3 separate regions of the Drosophila melanogaster genome follow, and all the other regions are linked to region 2. A link is a contact called in public Hi-C data. All regions are on one chromosome and are shown on one strand. The core of a region is the stretch at or near the end of the contact, and the rest is flanking DNA. Distances in the headings are between cores, read along the strand shown. Region 1 holds the start of Tl (Toll). Region 2 holds the start of CG5455. Region 3 holds the start of lncRNA:CR46060 (long non-coding RNA:CR46060).

Region 1 (3,659 bases), core at 790-3,289, 340 kb before region 2:
AATTCATTTTGGGCAACTTTTACCGCCTGCAGTTGGACTAGTGGCGGTTTGGCCATAACAATAACGGAGCCACAATTACAGCTACTTTCTAACGTGGCCAAGACGAAAGACCCAAGCGGAGCATCTTGAACGTTTGCAGTTTGCCGTTTTCCACTTCATTTTTTTCGTTCACTTCTTTTTTTTTTGGCAGAAGTTAAGTAGACTGTTAAATGACTTCCGCAGTTTTACCTTCACAGACGAAGACTAGCATTTTTTTTTTTCAGTTTGCCGCCATTGTTATAGCCGCTTTGAAAGCTTCTTTGCCTTTGATGTGGGCCAAAGAAGAAAAATCTTAACCTAAATCCAGAGTACAGTTATTCGGAAAACCCTCAGGCGAAAGAAGCTCAATGGCAGGATGTTAACTATCGGAAAAAAATACAATCAAAATTTATATATATTGTATAATTATTGTTAAAACAGCATTGTTCTTGAATTCAAGACCTGCTGCTTCTGAGCGATAATCGTTGAACTTTTGGGGTTGAATCTTGGGGTTTTCCGAATTTTTCATATAAATGTAGCTAGTGGTCAAGGGCTATCAACTAAGAAGAGATTTATGGTGTTGGAAAACCCAAGAAGAATCGAAATGAATTAAAAACAAAAGTCTAAGTTTATCATAAGGTCATACGATTTTTACCATAATTGGTACAAGCGAGAAGATTCTTGTCCCTTCCTTCTTCTCTTATTTTGTTTTGCTGTTTCTAATCAGCAACTTATTAGCTTTTAAAGCACAAGTGGGCATTTTCTGGTTTGTTAGAAGTACTTTTGAAACCTGCATTACCCAGGTATTTCCACCTTCAATACGAATAAAAGTCCCCGCAATGAAAACCTGTTGAACGAAGCTCTCTTTGGTAGTAAATAAACTTTTGTTGTGTCTGTTTGTTTTTTCGATTCCAAACTGGTTTTTGGCCAAAAATTCAAAGTGTTAATATGCTGGCTCGTGAGCTTTGGGCCAAATGCGTGTGGCTTTGTTTTCTTTTTTGTTTCGTTCATGGGTTGGCCAAAACGCAAAGCACACCCCAAGGCCGAAGAGCACTTGCTGCTGCACTGCAGCATTTTGCACATTTCCCTGGAAAGTGCCGAGAAAAACCACGGAAATTGTGGACAACAAGAGTGTGACACACACAAGCACTGGGGAAAATTGTGCAACGGTTACAACTGCTGAAACTGTTATTCATCGCCAATTTGCACAGGAAAAAATACGGTTTTACGCAGAGTACTAGTAGTAGTAGTAGTAGTAGTAGTAGTATTAATAGATCAATTTAAAGATGTTTACAAATATTTTACAGCTCATTTTATGTACTTTAAATTGATTTTATCTGACTGTGATCAAAACTGGAACAAAATGTCAACCAATTGCCCGATGAGCCATCAATTTGGTAAATTTTTTTCTGTGCAATTATAGGCGAATTGGACTGATCAGAGAGTGGGACAGAGATAGCTGAGCTTAGCGCGAGCCAAGCGAAGCTTAGCACAAAGCAAAATCGAATGGGAGATAACGAGACAGAGCGAGATGGCACGGTTCAAAGTGTAATAACTGAACAAGGAGACGTAAATACTTACCGTTTTAATACGTGTTTTATTAAATGTGAGGTTAGCTACTCCGCTGCGATCTCTTGTGCAAATATTAATATTTATTTGGCTTTTCTTAAGCTGCCACGAACAAACACGCACTGGCACTGTTGTTTAGCTTCTCTGTTCGCGCTTGTTCGCACTTTGAAGCCGCGATTTTTTGCGATTTTATTTTTGGTTAAATGCTTGCTACACTTTCACACATTTGCATTTAATTGCGCCTTGTGTTTCTTGTTTTTATGGATTTTGTGCTGCGTAGCGTTGCTCTTAACTTGGCTTATTCGGTTGCCAAATCGCTGGCCACAAAACGAGACAAACAAAAGCGGCCCACAACACACGAACGCGGGACTCTGGCTGGGAAAATCAAAAATCCAACTGCTACAAGCGCGACAAGCGTGCGTTCACGTCGGCGATTCGGAACAAACTGAACTCGACTCGAAAAGAAAGAAGAACTGAGAGATGAAGAGCTGGTAGTGCGCTTAGTGTGGAGGGAAAGACGAGAGAGTGGCTGAGTCGGCGGCAAGATACCCTTTGCTCAATATAGAAAACATTATTTACTTAAATTTGTAATCAGCCTATTAATATATTTTATTTTAAATTTTAATAATTTTGTCACAGTCTTTATATGTTTTATATCATTTTGTTTGCTTTTGGTTCCTTAAGCTCCAGTTTGTTAAGACATTTTAAATTATTATTATATTTTTTATATTCTACTTTTAATAACATCCTATCTTGCTACTTTTTTAACCTTAAATAACGTGTGAAGTTATTTCTATAAAGCTGTTTGGGTTTTATATATAATCAGCTTATTATAAATAAATATGAGTTGGATAAAAATGCTAGTCTCGAAATTTTTTTATATTTTTGACGTACTGATAAGAATTTTTAGAACAACAGTTCTTGTAGCAATAACACAATGTGATAATATGAGGAATCGAGCTTTCAGTTGATTTATGTTAGTTGACTAGGATTTTTATAAAAAATAAAATTCTTTCCCTAACTTCTGAGTGGCAAACGATATAATAAGTCGAGCAATTTCTTCTACCCCACAAATACCGTTCGAAGGTACAGATGCGTGGGAGAAAAAGAGAGAGACACACGAATTATCTTCGTGTCTGTGGTCGTTGCACTATAAACAAATCGCATGCGATAAAAGTCATGCGAGAGAGGAAAACAGTTGAAATACAGGTACTTCGTATAAGAGTATAAGAGAAAGTGGTAGAGCAAGAGAGCCTTCTACTGTTTTGTTTTCATTTTTGGGGGAAAAGCCGGCAGTTGTTGTTGGCCAGTAGTTCTCAGTTCTTGTTAGCCAAGTTTAACCGGTTAACTTCAAAGTCTAAGCATCTCAGGCAGCATACGTAATAACAGTGATTATGGATTTATTAGTTGATTAGTCTCTCTCTCTGAGTAAAATGTAAAATGTAATTGCCAGCACGTAGCAGACTGCTTGCTGTTGTTGTTGTGTGCCAATTAAAACCACACTTCCACAACATCTACCCTCTCGCTCTGCCGCTTGCGACTCAAATGAAGTGGAAGTGCGTTCTGCTAATGCGGAACAAGGATGGGACATAGCTCCCGGGGGAGCAGCGTGTGAAGTGCGACAGGGACGGGGAATGGGAAATGCAAATGGAAATCGTATCCCTCTGCAACTGTGTTTTCTGTAATTATGCACGGCGTATGGAAAATTAGGACATGCTTATGAATAATCTTTGAATTCATGTACAATTTTCATAGCAATCTTGTGTTGATTCCATTTCCCAATTGGTAATTATCTAAAGTCTTTGAAATTTAAATAAATTTGTTGAAATATTACAACAACAATTTTAATGTTTACTACTAGGCTTACACCACAATTTTCAAGGATTTAAGATGTTTTCTTTCCAAGCAAATAACTTTACGTCAAATCAAACAAAGCAACGCAAATCTGGATAAGCTTAATAGGCAACATAATGGCTACTTCTCCCCGCAAAGATGCATTAATATACACATTTGCCACACTGCCCGTGTTTTTCATTTCAAATACCTAGGATTTACTGTAAATTTCAAAGATA
Region 2 (4,037 bases), core at 1,165-3,664:
ATTTGTCAGGTTCAAGAATTATTCACAGCGATAAGATACGCACTTGCATTTCAACTTGGGCAATAAACCGTCCAAAATAAACTGGCTGGAAAACAGCTGTCGCCCCTCAAAATAATGTCGGTAGTCAGAATACAGCGTTATGTGATTGTTAATTTCTCACCCATTTATGGGTCACTGACAGATAAGCAATGAACTGTGGAAGGCCGTTTCGTAACTGGGTCAGAAGACAATGGAAAATCGTCACCAGTTTATCCTGCTGCCTTCCGCAAAAGTAAAATACATATACATTCATGAGTTAAATGATTAATTCGTGCTTCGATAAAGAGCTGAAATAAATGCGTTAAATGTCCCCTATCACCCACTTTCATTATCCAGCGTTTTGCTTGTAATAACTAATAAGAGTGTCAATTTATTTCGGTAAACAATTGAAATGATTATCATTTCCCGCCACTGTCAAACAAAAGATTTAGCCCGCAGCTGCACATCATTTTCACATTTGGAAATACATTTGTATTATTTCCATACCACTTGTTTGACAACCAGCTCGCAAACGAGTTATGCAAAGCCAGAGGCGGCAATTCATTTAGATTATGTATATCTGTGTCTGCACAGCATGGATCAGGCCATACTGAAAATGTTCTGTCTGGTGATGCTACTGACGATAATGACGATGAGGAACTGTACCGTCGGCGGCAGCCTTGACCCCCAACGACCTTGAGTGGGTGGCTATTGGCGTGTATTGGCGTATCTATGACAAGCCGTTCTCTCTGCTAATTAGTATGTTTCGACCAAATACCTCAAGAAACGCACCAGATATTAATTACCATCCTTCAATGGACTGGTTTGATTGAGCCCTCGCAACTGTCGCTGGCCAAGTGTGGACTTTGGTCTATCGTATGAAAGGCAAACGGACTGAAACATAAATTATTACACGGGGGAAATATATGGAAAATATGTATCTCCTTCATCAAATGATTTTTTTTATTTTTGAACAAGTTTCTTGTGGCATGGCAACGAAATGTGTATAAACATAAGCGAGCAAATGAAGCAAATCGTTGATCTTATTATTTATTACTTTAAGAAATTTCCCAACAGAAATAGCGCCCTGTAATGTAATAAAAAATTTGTATTTTTTATTATGCTTTATAGATTTTTGGATCATATACTCCCTAATAAAACGTGGGTTCAAAAGATTCATTTTAGCTAACCTGTCTGTACATAGCTAAATCGTTAAATAAACAAATTGTTTAAAAGGAAAAAACCCGCGTATGCAAATGAGTTCGAGTTTTCCTTGTTTTTCTCTCTGTAAGAGAGCTTCTCGCTTCGCTGCTTTTCCCGCGGTTGCTCACACTCGGTCTCTCAGTGGAAAACCGGCAAATGAGAGCAGAGAGCCCCATCATTGTCTCAAAGACTCCCCCAAAGAGCGGGATTATTCTCGGACAAAAGCTGCTGAGGCCCGCTGTGGTTTTGTATTTCTTCATACATACATAGACGACTAAGGTGTCTTAAACGCAAAACAACAACGACCGAAAACAAAACAACACGTGTGGGGGGCGGGGGGTGGTGCCCAAGGGGGGCTAGGCGTGCTGAGGGGGCGTGGGAGTTGTAACTTTAAGCCGCGGAAGCCTTAACCTTCACTACGCGTGCCCAGATAAAAATGCGCTTGAAGAGGTAATGAAACGAAAATGAAAACGAAAACGAAAAGAATCGGAAAAGGAGCCATAATTTGTGAACTTTAAGGCCGCGAACGTGTTTCGAGTTCCAGATTATCCAGTGCACTCCCTTGTATGTATATATACATACATATATATATTTGTCTATATATACCATATATAATTTGTGTGTGGGGTGAGCCAATTTGTCGGGGCAATTCGCACTGTAACTGTGATGAGTCCATTTGCCAAAGGTTTGTCAAGTATTAATTGAATTATTCACAGAGCAAAAAAAAAAGACAGAAAATTCACACCTGCGCCACATTATAGCCATTTAAATTTTAATCGGCTTGACAACTGTTTTTTGTTTGTCCGGTTAATAGTTAATAAAGTCTGCCAAAGGGAACCTTTGTTGTTGTTTTTTTTTTTTTGAGGGGTATATGGTATATGCTATGTAGCTGCCGTGATTTATTGATGGGCACTGAGAGACGGCACTTGCAGATATATTCAAGAGTTCTTTTCGAAGAACATTTCTTAATAGGCATTTATCGTGCGTCTATATATCAAGTATATATGCGATGGATCCGACAAAGCACGCTCACTCGCACACACACTCATTCGCATACACACTCTTGAACTTACACACTCGACAACAACAAAGCTTCTGGCGTTACGCGAGGTTTTTTCGAAAAGCGTTGCGAATCCGAGAGGAGCGAAGCGAAAATCGCGTCCGCAGCGTTTGGACGCTCGGCAGCAACTATTGTGCTATTACAAAAATACACGCTCTCGAGAAATCTCCAACTAGAGCCCTCCCACCCCCCAAACCCCACACACACATACACACACTCACGGCAAATATCACAGCTAACTGTGTGTCAACAAAAGTTTAGCAGCAGTTCGCGTTGCTAAGCTTTTCATGCGGCAAAGAGAAAGCATTAAGAGAATTTCCCCACGTTGAAAATTTAATCAAGAGAGCTCCATTTTAATGCCAACGGAGCTGCCAACTTATCGCTGTGGAGCCCGCGTATTTATTATCCATTCAAATATGCCATAGTGTAGCTTATACAAATATATCAAAATATATCGAGCACTAATCAAGAAAATAGCAAATGCTAGCTTATTTGGAAGCCTACAAACAGCCTTAAAATATTTTCGTGCAGATGTCATGTTAATTAATATAAAATATTCAAAGGAGCACAGAGTTTCAGCACTATTAAATTATACATCAAATTTGTAATAAAAATGTTGTGCAAAATGCAGAAGAGATAATGCAGAAATGCGAAGAGATAAATGTTTCAAAAGTATTTAAAACTCACTGCAGTTTCTTTTGTATCTCACAACATTTTAATGTAAAAGCGTAAGCATGTGGTATTTTCATGATTAACGCTCGGTGTGTTTGCAATCAAATTATAGACCTGCCCCTTGGGGTCTTACAAATCTGAGCTCCCGGAGCAGCGGCGCAGCCACTTGAATGCTGGCAAGTGACTGCCAAAAAAATCGATTCCCTAACGTCTGGCGTTAGTGCCAAAAAAGTGCCTCATTCACGACGAGTCCGAGCTGGAGGACGAGGAGCTGGAGGAGCTGCTGTCCCCGGAACTGGTGTCGCTACTACTTCCGCGGTGCTTCCTGCGCCTGGCCTTCTTCTCGTCGATGACCTCGTAGCTGGGCAGAGTGGAGTTGCTGGAATCGGAGCTGCTGCTGCTCGAGCTGCTCGACTCCTCCACGACTGCCTCAATTTTGCGGGATTTTCTGCGGGAAATCGGATCATAAGTCAAAGGATAACCAGCCAAGTCCCGAGATATTACCTACTTCTTATCGTTTTTATCCGCGTTCTTGCGCTTCTGCTTTTTGGCCAAGTCGCAGTCACTGGGTGAACTGCTGCAGGTGCGCTTGGACTTCTTGCCCTTCTTGTCCTTGCGGCGAGTGTCCTTGTCCGTGCCACTCGCCTTCGTGGAGTACAGATTCTGCGAGCTGGCCGTGGAGTAGCCAGTATCCTTGCGTTTGCGCTTCTTCCTGGAATCAGTGGGTTAATCTAAATTCTCTTTTTAATGTCACAGTTGAGCTCAAGACCCACTTGTCCTTCTTGTCCTTCTTCTTTTTACTGTATACCGCCTCCTGCTCCGCATAGTCCTTGTCCTTGGCCCTATAAATAGTTGATGCAGTTCATTAAGGATCTAAATTACATCCACACCTACCTTTTGATCTTCTTTTTGACATCACCACCCCTTTCGTTGGATATCATGTAAATGCTGTTCTGATCAGCATCCTGCACTTTTCGACGAGATTGAAACTGACGTGACTTGGCCATTCGACTTTCACGCCGATTTTTCCAGAACTCGGCGTTGACCACATATAGCCGATAAAGCTGCAGGATGATCACCAACG
Region 3 (3,819 bases), core at 532-3,031, 340 kb after region 2:
ACGAAGACTCCTGGCTTCCAGCAATTCATTGCCGCACAAAGGTTGGTTATTCGGACAAATGGCTACAGACTTTTCCTTAATCTTAATGTCGATTCCTTGGTTTTTCCGCTGTTTGCACTTTACTTGAGCACCGGCTTCTATTTCTATTTCAGCAGTTTCTTCGCTAATTTCTTCGCTGCACTTCTTAACTTGACGCTTCCTAATCGCTATTTGCATAAGCTCAATCTGTCGAATCAGGCAGTCAATATCGTGTGCCATTTTCACTGGTCGATCATCAGACTGCTCTGAACGATCGAGAATATCCATTTCTTCCTCCTCACCTCCATCATATGAGAAACTGACCTTCTCATCGACGTCGAAGATTTCTAAAACACTTTTTCCACATTTCGAAGTTCGGGATATGAGATCCATTTCGTTTAATGGCATCTTTGCACATTTAGCAATTTCCCCCAAACTTTTAACGTTTTCAAGTTCCATGACTAAGAAAGAACTCTGTTCCTGTTTTGTACTTTAATTTTCATGCGAGTGAAATCAAAAATCTCCTACTACTATGGTTGACAGTTAGTAACTTCATTTGAATTAAAATGGGTTTCTCGTAAAAAACTAACTAATGAAACTAATCGAGTTTTTCGCTTGCGCCTTGGGCTTGGAATAAAAAATTGCAGTTGCTCAACAGAAATTTAAGTTATCTAAAAGATACTTCAATATTAAGAACAAACTATTTACTTAACCCATTTTAAAACCACACTGATAGTGTGTATCTAACATTGGGCTGTATCTAACTTCTATTCACACACTTTAAAAGTACTGGAGTTCTCTTGCCTCGTCATCGCCGCGCCATTGCACGTGCCTCGCTTCGTTCTCTGTGAATTAGTCACCGGTGATGCTAAAATGGAAATAAAATGTTAAATACCTTCAGTGATGGCAGAGGGCGAGGGCATTGGCCAACATTCCAACCCTCCGGCTGCCACGCCCCTTTCGAACGCCGCCTCCCCAGGGAAGGCTGACGAGTTTGGGGGGTTTTGAATTTGTAGCGTCATGAGGCTTGCACGTGGCCTCGTCACACCCATTTTTATTTAAGGCTTGTGTCGGTGTATTTCTTTCAGTTTATTTTTATGTGTTGCTGCAAATTAGCAGGCAGCAACGAGCACAAATAAAAAGGCAGCAACAACAGTGGTGCTTTCAATGAATTCACTTTGGAAATGGCACCAGCAGCAAAGAGAAAAAAAATAGCAAACTTGGCTAAAAGCAAGCGAAGTAAATGTGCAAAACATGTAAATAAAGCTCCGGCAAAAGTGGCACAGCAGCAATAACAACACTGGAGGTTATGACACACACTTATGTGGAAGCCCCGCAGGCCGACGCCCCTGGCTACGTGTGCTTGTGAAATATTTCTTGGAAAATATCTAAGAAAATGTTCGGGCAATTGCACTTGGCTAATGAGTAATCAGTGGGCATCATTTGACTGGGATGTGTAAAATATTCTAAAGACTCTGCAAGTATCTTTTAAATTTCTTTCTAATTGTTGCTCTAAATTTGAGCAATGATCTCCAGAACGCGGTTTGTTGTCTGTTTAATCTCGAATTAATCTTAATAATAATCCATATATTTTAAATCGACTTGATCTGAAAATTTCTATTTTTAGATACTTGATAAACTGTCTTGCCTTCTCGCCTGCTACTCGATACCCATTGCATCCCACTGAGCCCATATCCATTTCGGTGGCAGTCATGCGGCATTAGATCGCTTATATAAATGTGTCAGCCAGATTTGCGAGCCGAGTCTGTCTTACCCAACAGCCAATGCCGGCGGAAGAGCAGCTGGAGCCAATTGCTGACGCAAATTGTTGTGGCATAACACCAAACTCGCGTGCCTTCCATGGAGCAACATTGGCAGTATTAGCATCAATGAAACACCGGAGACCAACACGTGAAGAACCCGATGCGAACCCAATTGTGAACCCATCGCAAAACGCCCATCGCCCATCGCCCATGGCACGTGCATTTGAGCATTCCAGTTCTCTAGTCGAGCCACACATATGCATGGTTATATGGCAATGAGGAAGTGGGAAACGAGGACAGACCTCCGAGAACGGAGGTGGGTGGCCGAGTTTACATAAATTAATTAAACATGACCGAGTAACGTGAGCAGCTCGGCAACTGGCAACTGGGAAATGGACTTGTAACAGTCACAACACCAACGACATCAGCAAATCAGCAGGGGATTCTGAATATAAAGGGTATACCAAAAAAAAAAAATAAAGTAAAACAGATAAGAGACAAGGCGGATATTGCAATGAATATGTAAGGCTATGTTACGTATACGCCGCGTGCGCCCACCGCAAGCTATTGGCACTGAACAAAATTGACTTAAGCTTCTATATATGATAAATTATAAATGAGAGATAGATTTAATTGCGCTTAAATTAATTAAAATTTGAATGTAATACAGTCGTGTGAAACTAATAAAATAAGAATATTAAACCTAACGCGAACTATTGTATTTTCGCTACTACATTTTACTGAGTAATCTCAGTGTTTACTCACCATGGTTGAGCACCGAACTAGCTTGTGTGGCGGCAGCTGCAGATGTGGATCCCACGGACAAGGACGAGGACGATGATGCGGTGGATGCGGTTGCGGATGCTGATGAAATGGCGGCTGTGGCCACGCCATGATGTCGCCGCGTTTCGCGCAGCTGCTTTTTCTCCGAGCATATGGTGGGCGCCATCTTCTTGAGTCTTCTTTTATTTGGCAGCGTGTATTCACACTGAAAGCAAATGAAAGTAGAAGCACAAATTAATTAGCCGCCGCGTTGATTAATTGATAAAACGTTTTAGTGCGTAATTAAGCTGCCGATCTGCACGCGCCGACCAGTAAACAAATTAAAATTGAGTATTCGAATGCAGAGAAACGAATTCCTTTGGGTTCGTTTAACTTTGAGCAATCTGAAAATTATCTGCTGCAGTGCAGTGCGATACTTAAAAGATCTTGTGTTTATTGAGCAAAGGCAGGATATGACGTCGTCATAAATTCGTTTATACTTCGGGGTCGATAAGTACTGGAACCGAAAACTGCCTGGCACCATTATGATTAAATTTTAACAATGAGTGCGTAGGGAATTCCAAATGATAAGGAAAAGGCACCGTCTTACTGAGAATCCGCTGAAGATATATGAATCTTTTAAATTGTACATCTTCCTTGCGTTTCTGTTAATCACCATGAATTGTTTATTTAATCCTCGCTAAATCCAGTTCATTGTTTTCAGCCAGATCAGATTCACTAATACATTAAAACTACATAAATCATTCGAGCCAAACAAAGGTTCAAAGCTCAAGTCAACGTCGTTTCCCTTTCTCAAGTTGACATTTTGAAGCAGTCTGGATATCGAAGCGGAATTTCAGACGAAGCACCCGCCAGCTAAAGCTCATTAGGTGGGCTCAAAATCCTAACTAAAGACCAGCCATCGGCAAAGGTAAACAAACTCACTTGAAGTGGATTTGCAGGGAAGGACGGGTCGGAATATTGATGGACGGGCATTTCGGCGGGCAGGCAAATTTGCTCAAGTGCCGGGAGATGAGTGGAGATGAGCCCCGCCTGTCGGCAGTCAAATTCAAATTGAAAAACGCCCCAAAAACGAGCGGCTGTTGGCGGCACGTGTATCTCTTGAGTGTAATTACATTTGGTAAAAGCGCTCGCGACGATGATGAAATGTTTGTGGCCCTTGATGGCATTTTACCAACCTGTCCCCAAGCCCATTTGCCCTTGTCCGCAATGTAAAATACTTGTGGGCGGCTAAGACGATATCCAGACCCCCTTC

Evidence for each region. Hi-C and Micro-C count contacts between places; a contact is called where the count stands out from the background.
Region 1: a contact with region 2 is called in a Hi-C map of the Kc167 cell line, with 2.4 times the contacts expected there. A contact is called at or near these places in 2 of 107 Hi-C or Micro-C datasets (the Kc167 cell line and embryo).
Region 3: a contact with region 2 is called in a Hi-C map of the Kc167 cell line, with 3 times the contacts expected there. A contact is called at or near these places in 1 of 107 Hi-C or Micro-C datasets (the Kc167 cell line) and 1 of 7 datasets of targeted methods (the Kc167 cell line).

What each region holds. Positions count from the first base shown.
Region 1 is chr3R:26,797,421-26,801,079 of dm6, reverse strand. It overlaps Tl (Toll), which reads right to left and starts at 2,039. Exons shown (of 4, transcript NM_079794.3): 1 at 1,600-2,039.
Region 2 is chr3R:26,459,904-26,463,940 of dm6, reverse strand. CG5455 reads right to left here and starts at 2,414. Exons shown (of 7, transcript NM_143224.4): 1 at 2,295-2,414. CG14238 reads right to left here. Exons shown (of 7, transcript NM_143223.2): 4 at 3,848-4,037; 5 at 3,727-3,795; 6 at 3,462-3,665; 7 at 2,960-3,401. The coding sequence ends at 3,194.
Region 3 is chr3R:26,123,385-26,127,203 of dm6, reverse strand. lncRNA:CR46060 (long non-coding RNA:CR46060) reads left to right here and starts at 1,781. Exons shown (of 1, transcript NR_133455.1): 1 at 1,781-2,395. It overlaps Cipc (Clock interacting protein circadian), which reads right to left. Exons shown (of 5, transcript NM_001276054.1): 4 at 2,547-2,769. The coding sequence starts at 2,730. It overlaps CG14556, which reads right to left and starts at 545. Exons shown (of 1, transcript NM_143207.3): 1 at 1-545. The coding sequence starts at 477.